3 separate regions of the Sus scrofa genome follow, and all the other regions are linked to region 1. Evidence: chromatin contacts called from public Hi-C and HiChIP or PLAC-seq data. All regions are on one chromosome and are shown on one strand. Each heading gives the region's core, a stretch centred on a gene start, on an enhancer-like site or on the middle of the called end of the contact. The rest is flanking DNA. Distances are from core to core; before and after follow the strand shown. Region 1 has its middle 33 kb from the start of TOP1. Region 2 has its middle 39 kb from the start of LPIN3. Region 3 has its middle 9.3 kb from the start of LPIN3.

The links. Hi-C and Micro-C count contacts between places; a contact is called where the count stands out from the background. HiChIP or PLAC-seq counts read pairs in DNA pulled down with a chosen protein or histone mark.
Region 2: an H3K27ac HiChIP or PLAC-seq map of alveolar macrophages shows a contact between it and region 1. The contact joins two enhancer-like sites. A contact is called at or near these places in 1 of 5 promoter capture datasets (fetal liver) and 1 of 2 datasets of contacts at active chromatin or transcription factors (alveolar macrophages).
Region 3: a Hi-C map of liver shows a contact between it and region 1, with 6 times the contacts expected there. The contact joins two enhancer-like sites. A contact is called at or near these places in 2 of 5 promoter capture datasets (fetal liver and liver), 25 of 47 Hi-C or Micro-C datasets (adipose tissue, alveolar macrophages, blood and 14 more) and 2 of 2 datasets of contacts at active chromatin or transcription factors (alveolar macrophages and skeletal muscle).

Annotation. Positions count from the first base shown.
Region 1 is chr17:43,675,181-43,680,087 of Sscrofa11.1, forward strand. No RefSeq gene overlaps it. Among named protein-coding and RNA genes, the nearest start is that of TOP1, 33 kb to the right of the region's middle. Within about 2 kb of position 3,466, at least 26 of the 83 cell types and tissues checked have an H3K27ac peak or open chromatin away from gene starts, as enhancers often do. A contact at or near this core is called in adipose tissue, alveolar macrophages, fetal liver and 4 more, where this site is marked.
Region 2 is chr17:43,952,287-43,956,898 of Sscrofa11.1, forward strand. It overlaps a transcript of ZHX3 not described here. Among named protein-coding and RNA genes, the nearest start is that of LPIN3, 39 kb to the right of the region's middle. Within about 2 kb of position 2,600, at least 3 of the 83 cell types and tissues checked have an H3K27ac peak or open chromatin away from gene starts, as enhancers often do. A contact at or near this core is called in alveolar macrophages, where this site is marked.
Region 3 is chr17:43,982,010-43,986,772 of Sscrofa11.1, forward strand. No RefSeq gene overlaps it. Among named protein-coding and RNA genes, the nearest start is that of LPIN3, 9.3 kb to the right of the region's middle. Within about 2 kb of position 1,517, at least 28 of the 83 cell types and tissues checked have an H3K27ac peak or open chromatin away from gene starts, as enhancers often do. A contact at or near this core is called in adipose tissue, alveolar macrophages, fetal liver and 4 more, where this site is marked.

The DNA of each region.
Region 1 (4,907 bases), core at 2,216-4,715:
TCATGGAGAGGCCATGACAAAATGAATGAACACTGTCCTTGGCAAGATCCTGACAATAAATCTTGCAACTGGTTTCCTAGGGCTGTTTCTAATAAGTTTTTTGTTTGTTTTTTTGTTTTGGGGTTTTTTTTTTCTTTCTTTTTTTGGCAGTACCCATGGTCATGCAGCAATTCCCAGGCCAGGGATTGAACCCGCATCACGGCAGCAAGCAGAGCCTCTGCAGTGACAATGCCAGATCCTTAACATGCTGTGCAACAAGGGAACTCCTCTAATAAGCCTTCTTAATGAAGGCCCACAGTATAAGGCTGAAGGCCAGTTTAGTAATAAGAGTGGCTTCCTAGGGAATCCTCCAAGGTTAAGTGCTTCAAAACATCTGTTCAGCTAAGGGTTACTAAGGATAAGCAGGTAAGTGATGAAGTGGTCCCTTATGAGGGTATGTATTTGGGAGATGTGTCAGTGTTTGCTTCCATGCTTCCTACAAGTTGGCAGCTGGACCCAGAGACTTGATCAGACTTGAGTTTAATCCCTTTGGCTAGATTCTCAGTGGGTTTGTGAAACATAAACACTAATGAGTATGAACTATCAATAAGTATGCACAGAAATATGGATGAATTTCACCGACACAGTGTTGAGCAAAAGAAGCCAGACATCAAAATGTATATACTGTATGATTTCAAGTATAATTGACCTGGAGTTCTCTTGCGGTGCAGCAGGTTAAGGATCTGGCGTCGTTACTGCATCAGCTCAGGTTTAATCCCTAGCCGAGGAACTTCCACATGCCACGGGTGCAGCCAGAAAAACAAAACAAAAAATAAAATATCCAATACAGCTGACCCTTGAACAACATGGGGGTTGGGCTGGCAACCCACAGGCAGTCAAAAATCCCCACACAGCTATCACTGCCTCGAAAATGAAGCACTCCCCCAAGGCAGGAAGCTGAAACCCTTTGGACAGAATCGGGACTCAAGCCCTAGTTTTTGGTTTTGTTTTCTTTTTTAAAAAAAAATTTGGGGAGTTCCTGTCATGGCTCAGTGGAAAGGAATCCGAGTAGGAACTATGAGGTTGTGGGTTTGATCCCTCGCCTCACTCAGTGGATTAAGGATCCTGCATTGCTGTGGCTGTGGTGTAGGCTGGCTTCGATTCGACCCCTAGCCTGGGAACCTCCCTATGCCACAAGAGCAGTCTAAAAGGACAAAGAAAAAAAAAAAGAAAAAGAAAAGAAAAGAAAACTCAAGTACTATACTTATTGAAAAAAAAATCCACATGTAAGTGGGCCAGAGAAGTTTGAACACAAATTGTTCAAGGTCCACTGTATATAGAAGTATAGAAATAGGCAAAACTAATATATGCAGCTAGGAGGCAGGAGAGAGGTTAACCTGGGAGGGAGGGGCTGGAAGGGAGTGTGTGAGGGGTTCTGGGAGGCTGGCAATGGGTGTTGATTACCTGGATGTTCTTTGACCTGTGAAAATTCTTGTGCTCTGGGCACTTTTCTAAGTGTATGTTATGCTTCAATAAAAGGGGGGGTGTTTTTGATTATTTGTTTGTTTTCTTGGAGTTCCCATCATGGCTCAGCAGAAAAGAATCTGACTAGTATCCATGAGGATGCAGATTCTATCCCTGGCCTTCCTCAATGGGTTAAGGATCCAGCGTTGTCGTGAGCTGTGGTGTAGTTTGCAGATGCAGCTCAGATCTGGCTTTGCTCTGGCTGTGGTGTAGGCCAGTGAATACAGCTCCAATTTGAGCCCTAGCCTGGGCACCTCCATATGCCACAGGTGTGGTCCTAAAAAAACAAAAGAGAGGTTTTTTTTGTTTGTTTGTTTGTTTTTTTAAGTGACATCAGGTCATTATAGATGAATTTTAAACTAGGGGTACTCTTTGGAGAGATGGGGTTTCAGGATATGACCAGAGATAGAGCTCCTTCCAGGGCTGGAATGTGGGCTCAGCCGGGATAAGTTTCACTGTGGATAGAGGATCAAGACCCCACCGTGACTGGATCAGGATTCATCCTGAGGGCTCAGTCCCTCCAAGTCTTTGGCTTGACCACTGCCATTCCAGGGTCTGACCACTTGATGTCTCCACTCAACAAGTTGCTAAGTAGGGAGACTGGTGGATAGGGCTGTCCAGACCACGGTGGCCCCGAGCTGGACCTGGGTGGGGAATGACTAGGAGACATCAGAGGACGAATCCAAGTGGAGCAGAGCTGACCTGTCTGGGACTGGGGTCCAGGCCCCGTGGAACAGTGGGCAGTAGAGGGGACCATAGAGGTAAGGCCATCTCAGAGCCCCCAGCTTTGTAAACCACAATGGAAAAGACTATGAAAAAGGAATATATATGTATAACGGAGTCAGTTTGCTGCACAGCAGAAATTAACACAACATTATAAATCAACTACACTTCAATTAAATTTTCAAAAAAGTATATATTTGTAAGAATATATATATGTGTGTGTGTGTGCATATATATATATATATATATATATATGTATATAATTGCTTTGCTATACACCTGAAACTAAACTACATTGTAAATCAACTATACTTCAATAAAAAATTTTAGGAGTTTCCATTGTGGCTCAGCAGGTTAAGAATCTGACTAGTATCCATAAGGATACAGGTTCGATCTCTGGTCTCATTCAGTGGGTTAAGGATCCGGCATTGCCGCGAGCAGTGGTATAGGTCGAAGATGCGGCTCAGATCTGGCATCACTGTGGCTGTGGCGTGGGCCAGCAGCTACAGTTCCGTTTTGACCCCTAGCTCGGGAACTTCCATATGCCACAGATGAGGCCCTAAAAAGAAAAATGAAATTAAATTTTAAGAAAAAGCAAGCCCCCAGCTTTGTCCTCTGTCTCAGTCAGTATTATATCATCCATTCACTCATTCATTCAGTGTTTAATGATCTCCTACTCTGGACCAGGCACTGAGGATTCAAGGGCACATGGGCCATGGTCCCTGTCTTCACCGGGCTCACATCATCCCCACACCTCCTCTCTCCCTGCATCACTCCCTCTAAGCCCCGAAGAACTGCTAGTTTTAGAATCCAAACAGCTCCTCAGCCAGGACCCCCTTTTCCTGTTTGTGGTCTTTTTCCTACCAGGATGTATCTCCCAAAGCGCTGGGGCCTCATCTCTCTTCCAGCCCCTGGTGTCCTCGGAGTCTGTCCCAGAGTAGATGACCAATAAATACGTGTTGGATGGAAGTGGGATAGCAACGAGGTGGTCAGTCCTCCTGCAGCACCAAGCAGGACAGAGCAGGGAGGCCTCTTCTGAGTCTGGGGTGGCTGGCTCCCAGACCTTGCAATTCTTGAAGAAGCCTCTGATGAGGCTTTGTGTGGCGTGGGTGTGGGCGAGTGAGTAGGACCGAGAGCCGGAGGTTTCGGAGCCAGGAGCATTGTAGGGGAACAGAGAACAAGAACGGTGTTGTCAGTCCAGCTCACAGACCCTGGGGCAGTTCCACTTCCCCTTTTTCAAAAGCAAACACAGTGGAGGAAGGAAGGGGCTGGCTTCCACACCATCCTTTGATAGGCCCAGGGACCTGACTTACAGGAAGAGGAAATATGAGCCAGCAGAGACTAAGCGGGAACCAGGTGGGGGTCTCTGGCTTGCCTCCACCTCCAGGCAGTCCCCCCCGTCACCTCCACCCAGCCTTGGCAGAAGATGAAAGGTAGATAGACCAGTCAGGGCCTGCTCGGATTCTGAGAAAATGATAGGGCATAACTTGGGGGAAACTGGCTGGAGGGAAAGGGATAAAGACCAAGAGCTGCAAGGAGTTCCTGTTGTGGCTCAGTGGTTAACGAATCCGACTAAGACTCACGAGGTTGCGGGTTCGATCCCTGGCCTTGCTCAGTGGGTTAAGGATCCGGCATTGCTGCAAGCTGTGGTGTAGGTGGCAGACGTGGCTCGGATCCTGCATTGCTGTGGCTGTGGCATAGACCAGAGGCTACAGCTCCGATTAGAGCCCTAGTCTGGGAACCTCCATATGCCACGGGTGTGTCCCTAGAAAAAGACAAAAAAAAAAAAAAAAAAAAAAAAGAAGACCCAGAGCTGCAAGCAGATACTTTCTGGAGGAGGGAAGAGGATACAGGAGCCTGAGACACAGACATGGATGGCCACATGTATGTGGGTGGTTGCCACGGACCTTCAGAGGACCAGTTTTGGCCCATTTCCTGTGGCACTAGAGATGGGGGTGCTAGGATGGGATCTTCAACACCAGGGCCTGCTGCCCCGGGCATATCCAAACAACACCTCCACAGAAGCTCTTCCATCAGAGTCTAGAGTAGATCAGCAACTGCAGTGAAGGAAGTTTCTGCAATGAAGGAAATCTTCCACAGCTAGGTTCCCCAATATGGTAGCCACTAGCCACATGGGCCAATAGCTCCCATATCGGACAGCACAGCCTTAGGCTCACGGCCAAGGTGAACAAAGCCACAGCTCACTATGTCTCTTTTCCCCCTCCCTCTCCTTCTGTTTTCTTACATCCTACACAGCTTCTTATGTCTCAGGATATCAGTCAATAACCAGGCGGTAATGGGTATGAATTTCACAGGCCATATGTTCATGTAGAACAAATAAATAAAATAACAGACTTTTCTATCGTTGATATCATGTCTGTCTCAAGTGTTCATCCTGTGGCAGAGATTTAGGTTAAATGCAGTCAAGCGAAGCTTTCCTCTTTCTTTTCTTTCCAAGTACATCGGGACTAGTCAGAATATGTAGTTGGCACCCATGCATGGGGGAGGGTGACAATGGGGGCCTGAGGGGTCACTATCCAGGCTGGCATCCAGCTATCTGTCTATATTATATTCATTTAATCTCCACGCTTCCTCTCTGGGTTCCACTCTTCCTACCACTCCTGCAGGGGCAAAGAGGCAGGTGTAGAATCTCTTCTCAAAAACTCATCCCCGCATCAAAC
Region 2 (4,612 bases), core at 1,350-3,849, 280 kb after region 1:
ACCACAGCACTGTGCTTCCATTTCCTTGGGGATTTGAGATGTCTGCTATGATCCCAAGATTATCTTTAAGGCTTCCATAAAAGCCCTTCTCTACCATACATTCCTTAGTACTTCATACGTTACAGAGACATAAGTTATCCAAAATAATTATAGCCCGAGGCATTCAGGATGAGTGAGTCATTTGGATAACCAAAAGCTAATTCATTAGGCACCAAAATATCTCTATAGTTTTGCTAAATTAAATGATACCATAGTAAACAGAGAATTAAAAAAAAAAAAAAAAGTTTAAAACTCTACCTAACCTTCAAGATCCAGACTGATTACAAATATTCCCTCTTGCCACTTCCACCCAAACCAGAAATAAGCTCTCTTTTTATCTATAATCCCACATTTTGATTATACCTCCTTCACAGCACACTGCATGGTCTGCTTGAGGTTAGAGGTTTTTTGTTTTTTTGTTTTTTTTTCTTTTTCAGCCACACCTGAGGCATATGGAAATTCTCAGGCCAGGGATCAAATCTGAGCCGGAGCTTCGACCTACGCCAAAGCTGCAACAATGCCAGATCCTTAAACCACTATGCAGGGCCAGGGATCGACCCACTGTGCCACAGCAGGAACTCTGAGGTTAGAGATTTAAATGCAACCTCATATAACTTAAGAAAAAGTAAGTTCCTTGAAACCAGAGACCTTTTTTTTCAACCCCAAGGTGCCTAGTTCAAAGCAGGCATACATTTCACAGGCTGAATACTCCTAGTAATTCAGACACTATAAATGACACCATGACACTGCAGAGGCTTCAAGGCTCTGGAGGGTAGGAAAGTGTGATACTAGATAGCATGGTAGTATCATTAAAAATCTTCTTTGGCCTCTGTTCAGTATTTCTCAGCTTTAGAAGAAAATGTTTTTCTACAAGAGAAAAATACTCTCAATTCCTGTTTTATTTTTTTTAAGGATATTACTTTTTAAAAGTCTCAACTTGCAAACAGAAAGTTCTGGTGGAGCTGGCATTGCTAAACCTCCATTGCCACACTTTCTAAATCTCAAAATGTGCATTGAAATGGCTGCCTGCAGTTCACCAGGGAGATGAGACCACGTGGAAAGCGCTAAGTGGCAGGGATATAGCCAAGATGCTGTGCCATGTCTGGCACCCAGTTCATCAGTTTGAAAGCCAGTCTCCTCAGTACCGACAGTGCTACAAGGAATTAAGAAATACAGCACATGATAGAGCCACCCAAGTTTTAGCTGAAGGTCCTAAAGCAGCCACTTCTAGCAGGGCTGACAATATTGTTTTCCCATAGCAGTGGTGTCTGGGCTTGACAAACCAGGCAGTAAGTATAGTTTAATATTCTAAACACTCAATTTAAACTCAAGCCCTCCTTACAACAGGGTCAGACAAGGAGTCATACAAGCATGGCAACCTCTAAGTTCCCTCCCCAGCAGCTAATCTCTTTTTGGATTCCTCTTCCTTGTCATGGAAAGGAACAGAATTTTCTTCATGAAAATAGGGAGAATGGGGTGGTGGGGCTGCTGGTATCATGGCATTAAGCATCTGGTCATGTACGCAGCCCCTCCAGGATAATAACTGCTCGTATCTCTGGCTTGTCACAGAGTAAAAGGTTTTTTAATCCAGTATCTTCAGAGACAGAGCTGTGTCACATAAGGTAATTTTACTCATAATCAAAGCACTAAAACATGCAAGCTTATAAATTAAATTGTATTATTTCCTTCTCCACCTTTCTGAGCTAACCAAACTATAATTTGACCTATTCCTGATGACCAGAACAGTAATTGTGATTAATGTATTCAGAGACCACTGGGGCAAACAAGTCTGTTTCCTCATGAATGTCCCCATATCACTGTACTTTGAATTATTCTGTAGAGCATTTTTGTCTCTGTCATCACCAGCAATCTCTCCTTGCTTTCATCAGGGTGTTTGCCTCTAATGGAGGGTCTTTTAATTCAGAGCTTCTGAAGTCAGACTCAGAAGGCAAGCTCTCAAGAGTCACCAGCCTCACTTCAGACCCAGGTAGTCAGCCTCCAGACCCTATGTTCTTATCCACTATAGCCGCATTCCCAAACCTCCCTAATTCTAAAGAATTTGGGGGGGGGTGTTAAAATACACATTCTCAGTCCCCTCTCCTAGAAATTCTAATTAGATTCAGTGGACTGGGGTGGAGCCCTGGAATCTATATTCTTACCACAGACCCTCAGAAGATTTCCCATACTACATGTCATCCATGCTGCCCTCTTGGAATTGGGATTCCTTCAGAAGCATAGTGAACCTGGCCCAAAGCCAATTTCTTCCAAAGAGACGTTGCAAGCAAAAAAGCTTCCAGAGCACTGCTCTTCCACTGCCCTCGGGCAAAAATACTCTGACCTTCGGAGATTCCTGTAGGTTGGCCATCACACCTCCTTTCACTGCTGGTACATCATTCACCAAAGACTTGGCACACCTTCCTTCTCTCCACCCCAAATGTCCTGCCATCCTTTTGATGGCTTGGATAACCACATGGATGACCCAGACAACGCTCCAGTCTGCTCCTGACCTCCTTGACTTCACTCATCTTCACGAGTTTGCTTCACTTCAGCCACATACGTCTGTGGAGCCTGTCATGTCCAGTAATTAACTGCCCCAGATCTGAAATCTTTCACTCACATGTACCTCCCTAACCACATCCTCCAGTTCCCACTGTGGCATAAAGGGATCGATGGTGTCTTGGAAACACTGGGACACAGGTTTGATCCCCAGCCTGCACAGTGGATTAAGGATCTGGCATTTCCACAGCTGCAGCTTAGGTCACAAATGCGGCTCGGATCCCATCCCTGGCCCACAAACTCCATATGCTGTAGGGTAGCCAAAAAAGGAAAAAAAAAAAAAAAAAACCCTAACCACATCCTCCTACCACTCCATCGCTCCAGCACACCATTGCTTGATTTCATCAACACCTCTGGTCCCCTTCTCCTCCAAGTCCAGCAGAGACCCCCTTAACCACTCACGTTAATCACTCCCTGGCCAATACCATCAGTTCCTCTGCTCCGCTGTCCTCCTGCTGCTCACCCTCAGCACACCGCGACCCTGGCTCAGCCTAACCACATGCCTTCTTAGCACCTAAAGCCAGAGAGCTGAAGGCTCCTGGCGTGCTGTTCAATCCCTGGTCTCCCACCTCAACAGAGCCCTGCAGACTGCCAAGAGGTCACAGTCACTGCCCCAAATTCACCCTTCCTCTTCCTGACCACACTGCATGTGAAATCTTATTTTCTCTCTGACCTCTTCCCACTTACTCTTAGCAGACAACCTCACCCTCTATTTCACAGAAATGATGGAAGTGACCAGACTAGTACTTGCTCATAAACTATCCCAAAAGAAAATCCAACTGTGCCCAGATATTCCACCGTGAAGGCTGCCAAGCCCGTCCGTGCCCGCACTGGGCCTGGCGTTTGCTTGGTTATTTGAGGATCGCTCCGTGATGATAATCATTACTGAAGTAAGCAGTAATGGTGGTGAGTACCTTTGCGGTAAACAGGCAAAAAACAAACAAACAAACAAACAAAAAAACCCTCACCTCTCAAAAGATCACTCTACCCTAAGAATCTTCTTAAGATTGGGAGTAGTTTAAAATGAAGAGGAAAACAAAGCTATCTTACCTATAAGCATTTAACAAGTTTAAAAACAAACATAAAGTTGCCATTTATCAATAGAATGATTATAAATCCCAAGCCAAAGAGTTAATTCTCTGATAATTTTTATAAACTCAAAACCAGAGTCAGTGAAACAATAATATTAGTTACGGTCTATCATTCACTCTTTTTTCCCCCTTTTTCCCTTTTTATGGCCACACCAGCAGAATATGGAGGTTCCGAGGCTAGGGGTCAAATCAGAGCTGCAGCTGCCACCCCAGCCACAACCAGGGTAAAACCAGATCCAATCTGCATCTGTGACCTATGCTGCAGCTTGTGGCAATGCTGGATCCTTAACCTACTGAGCAAGGCCAGAGATCAAACCCCATCCTCACAGAGACAGCATTGGGCCCTTAACCCACTGAGCCACAGAGTATCTTCTACTCTTAACAACAAACTAAGCTCTAGTTTGTTGATGGAACTAAAGGGCTTTTCCTAACTTTTTTTTTTTCTCCTTATAACATTGATAGCTAACAGTCACTGTTTTTTGTATACAATTATGCTACTCACAATGACCCTCTGAGATAAGAATTATTATTTTTCTCCATTTACGGGGGGAAAAAACAGATTTAGACATGTTAAAGAATTTGCCCAAGGGCTTGCAGCCAGAAAGTGGCAGAGGTAAAATTAAAACACAGAGCCCAAAAGCACACTAATCTATGTGCTTTGGTATAGTGGTTATTAACAGAAACTTCACAGGAAATGCACCAGCCTAATCCAAGCACTGTTTTTTATACTCCAGCATATGCTCAGAAGCATAAACATGAGGAACTATCCAATATTAACATTATAGCATATTCCACATTCATTCAGCTATTCCTACATTCGTATGAGAAGGCAGTAATGAGTAAAAGGGAATATTCTACAGTCAGATCATATAAATCCAAATTCTAGCTCTACCATTTTCTTAGATACGTAAGTTTAAAAATTACTT
Region 3 (4,763 bases), core at 267-2,766, 300 kb after region 1:
TTTTTAGGGCTGCACCTGTGGCATATAGAAGTCAACCCAGACTAGGGGTTGAATCAGAGCTACAGCTGTTGGCCTACACCACAGCCACAGCAAGGATCCAATCTGAGCTGTATCTTCAACCTACACCACAGCTCATGGCAATGCCGGATCCTTAACCCACTGAGCGAGGCCAGGGATCAAACCTGCATCCTCATGGATACTAGTCGGGGTCATTAATACTGAGCCACAACGGGAATTTCCTAGCAAGACTTTGGTATGATGCAACGTACCACGGGAGGTGACATCCCATCACCTTTGCCATATTCTATTGGTTAAAAGCACGTCACACATCCCACTCACACAAAGGCATGAAAACTAGGAGGCAGGGATACAAGGGGTTACCTTAGAGTCTGTCTGCCACTAAAGGTTTCCCCGAGGAAGGAACAATGGAGCTGGAATCCAACAAAGGAACTAACCATATGGATGGGGGAGGAAGCACTGACCAGGTTGAGAGAACAAGCGGGCAGGACGCGCATACAGCATTTACAAAGGATCAAGCATGGTGACTAGCAATACTGTATCACTCTTCTGCTCAACAACCATCAGTGGCTCCTCAAGACCCACAACTTTGCCCTATATTCGAAGCCAGATAGGCCATGTCCTTGCACTCACTGTCTCTCTCCAGTGTCCTCTCCAGTGGTGGCTTCACTCATCACTTCCACCCACGTAGACTGCCCCTGGCCCTCCTGTATATACTCCATCTATAGATAAGTCAAGGCCCAGCATCAAATGATCTCTAAACAATATTTTTGAACATCTATGATCATTCTATTTATGATATATACTCCATCTATAGATAAGTCAAGGCCCAGCATCAAATGATCTCTAAACAGTATTTTTGAACATCTATTATCATTCTATTTGTGAACAACATTTAAATATTTTGAACATCCATGCTAGAGCTTCCTGGAATTGCAAAGCCTGAGATATGATTTCTGGATGCTAGGTAGAGGGGGTAGGGCTGGAATGAAGATCTAAATAAAAAGAGGAAGAACAGGAGGTCCCCTGCTCAAGGTTCAGCCCATGGGACAGTTGGTAAGTCTTGCAGGGATCTTAGAACACAGAGAAAGCTCGATTTCATAGAGTGGTTCATGATCTGTCAGTATTCTTAGGCTAGAAACTGCAAATAGATTCCAAAGGGGCTCAGTCAAACTGACGTTTTTCTGGGAAGGACAGTTGGAGCCAGAAGCTGCCTGGCCGCAGCCCACACTGCTAGATAACCTGGCCAGGCCAAGTCAGTCCTTGTCTGGCACCAACAGCTTGGTTGGCAGAAGTAGGGGACAGCACCGGAAGTTCTCCTGCCCTTCAGCCTAGGGATCCCTGACCACGTTCAGAGCCTGTCCCTTAAAGGCTGGAAGAGGCCCCAGCAGCACTGCAGCCTTAGCCACATCACCAGGGGAAAAGAACAAGGAAGAGAAAAGCGACCCACGTCAGTGGCCCAAGGCCTGTTCCTCCAGCCGACAGCTGGGAGGGGGGAGCTGGGCTGGGGGCGGGGCCGGCGGTGGAGGGCGGGACCACCGGGGGCCGGGCCGGTAGTGGTGGGCGGGGTCGGAGGGGCTGTTTCGCCAGCCCCACCTCCTAGGCTAGAAAGGAGCTGGCCTTGGAAGCTGCAAGCCGGGCCTTGGAACCACCACCTGCCCAAAGCTCTGATTGGGGGTTGAGTCTCTGCAGCTGCCTTGGAGGGCAGAGGCAGCCTGGATCTAGGGGCAAAAGAAGGCCTGACACCCCCGGGTTTCTTCTCCGCCCTGCCCACCACAATCTTCCTTAGTACCTGCTCTACACGGAAGCCAGAGGCTTTTTCTCATGGCCCACTAAAGCTTCTAACTTTGCTTTGAGGGCAGAATACCCTCCCCCCTCCACACACACAATCTGATTCCTCCCCTGCTCCCTACTCACCTTGTCTCATCTTCCATCATCAAGACAGAACCACCCCCAGGTAGCTCCGCATGGCCTTTCTACAAACTAGTCCTTACACTTGGAACACTGTTCCCACCCTTCTTCATCTAATTCCAACCTATTTTTCAGGCTTAGATAGAGATCTACTCTGGAAAGCATTCCTTGACCCTCCCATCCTGCTGTGGGCTTGTGGGCTCGGCCCCCCCAGTCCAGTCATCTTACATCACAATTGCCTGACTGCCTGTCTGTTCTTCTCCTTCCTCCCTCTTCTTCCTCCCCTTCCCCCTCCCCCCACCTAGACTACGGGGTTGCTGCAGTATCTCCAGAGCCTGGCCCAGGCATGGTACTCAGAATGATCACAGGCGTCCTGTCCGGTGGTCCTCTACCATTTCCTATACCTCTACCTGGACGGCAGGCTTCTGCAGTTAGTTCATCTCTTAGAGCAGCAGGTCACAAACTAGAGCAAGCATCAGAGACACTTCAGTGCCACAAAAGGGAGCTTATTAAAATACAGACTGCTGGGCTCCATCTCCAGAGTTTCTGATTCAGTAGGTCTAGAGCGGGGCCTGAAAATATGCATTTCTAAAAAGTTCCCAGGTGATGTTGCAGCTGCTGGCCCAGGGACCACACTTGAAGAATCATGACTTATAACCCGTGGACTAAGAGAAAATACTTGCAAATGATGCAGAGCTTGATTTCCAAAATATACAAAGAGCACATATAACTCAACAACAAAAAACCAAACAACTCAATCAAAAAACAGGCAGAAGGTCTAAACAGACACATCTCTAAAGATGATATACAGATGGCCAACAGGCACATGAAAAGATATTCAACACCACTAATTATTAGAGAAATGCAAACCAGAACTACAATGATTTACCACCTCACACCGGTTAGAATGGCCATCATCAAAAAGACTACAAATAACAAATGCTGGAGAAGGTGTGGTGAAAAGGGAACCCTCCTACACTGTTGGTAGCAATGTAAATTGGTACAGCCACTCTGGAAAATAGTATAGACATTGCTCAAAAAACTAAAAATAGGGAGTTTCCTTGTGGCACAGTAGATTAAGGATCCAGCATTATCTCTGCAGGGGCTCAGGTCACAGCTACAGCACAGATTCAATCCCTGGCCAGGGATCTTCCACATGCCACAGGTGTGGACCAAAAATCCCCCAAAACTAAAAACAGAATTACTATATTATCCAGCAATCCCACTCCTGGACATATATCCAGAAAAAATGAAAACTCCAGTTCTTTTTTTTTTTTTTTTTTGTCTTTTGTCTTTTCTAGGGCTGCCCCCATGGCATATGGAGGTTCCCAGGCTAGGGGTCAAATTGGAGCTGCTGCTGCCAGCCTACACAAGAGCCACAGCAATGCCAGATCTGAGTCATGTCTGCGACCTACATCACAGCTCATGGTATCACCGGATCCTTAACCCACTGAGCAAGGCCAGGGATCGAACCCTCAACCTCATGTATGCATTGGACTCGTTTCCGCTGCGCCACGACAGAAACTCTGAAAACTCCAATTTGAAAAGATATGTGCACCCCAAGGTTCACTGCAGCAACATTTTCAATAGCCAAGACACGGAAGCAACCTAAGTCTCCACCAACAGATGAATGGATAAAGAAGATGAAATACACAAATACAATGAATACTACTCAACCATGAGAAAGAATGAAATATTTCAATTTGCAGCAACATGGATGGACCTAGAGATTATCATCCCAAGTAAAGTAAGTTACATAGACAAAGATATATTATATATCGCTTATATATGGAATCTAAAAAACAACACAAATGAACTTATTTACAAAACAGAAACAGATTCACAGACACAGAAAACTCAAGGTTAACATAACCAAACTATGGTTACCAAAGGGGAAAGGGGGGGAGAAGGATAAATTAGGAGTATAGGATTAACAGATACACACTACTATGTATAAAACAAACAAAAAGGATTTACTGTATAGCACAGGGATATTATATTCAATATCTTGTAATTCCCTATAATGGAAAAGAATCTGAAAAAAGATATATAACAGAATTGCTTTGTTGTACACCTGAAACCAACACAATATTGTAAATCAACTACACTTTAATTAAAAAAAAAGACTCACAGGCAGTTCCCATGGTGGCTCAGCTGTAATGAGTATCCATGAGGACATGGGTTCAATTCTTGGCCACACTAGGTGGGTTAAGGATCCGGCATTGCAGTGAGCTGTCGTGTAGGTCACAGACATGGCTCAGATCCCATGTTGCTGTGGCTGAGGTGTAGGCTGGCAGTTGCAGCTTCGATTAGACCCCTAGCCTGGGAACTTCCATATGCTGTGGCTGCGGCCCTAGAAAGACAATAAATAAATAAAATAAAAATGAAAATTAAAAAATCGTATCTTAGAGCATCAGCTTCTTCATTGGCAAAATAGGATAACTACTGTCCCTACTGTGCTAGGTTTTGTGATAATCTAATGAGACAATGCAGATGAAAAACACAGCATGTTGCCTGCACCCAGTAGGTGCTCAGTAAGTGTTTGCAATTGTTACCGGGAGTGAGCAGGAGACATTCCAGGCAGGGAAAACACGAGCAGGGACAGAGGTGGGAAAAGGCCCAAGCAGGGCAGCTGGCCTGGCAGAAGAGCAAGGCCCAGCACAGCAGCCAGGGAGTCCACACTGCTCTCTGGAAGCATCTAGGAGCCACACATAGTTCTGGAGCAGGGCAGTGACAAGTGGAAGCTGAATGTGGCAACATTAGGCAGGAGGCTGTGGCCAGCAGCAAACCCCATGTGCTGGGTCCTCCTTGGCTGTTTGGCCAGGCACGGGGAC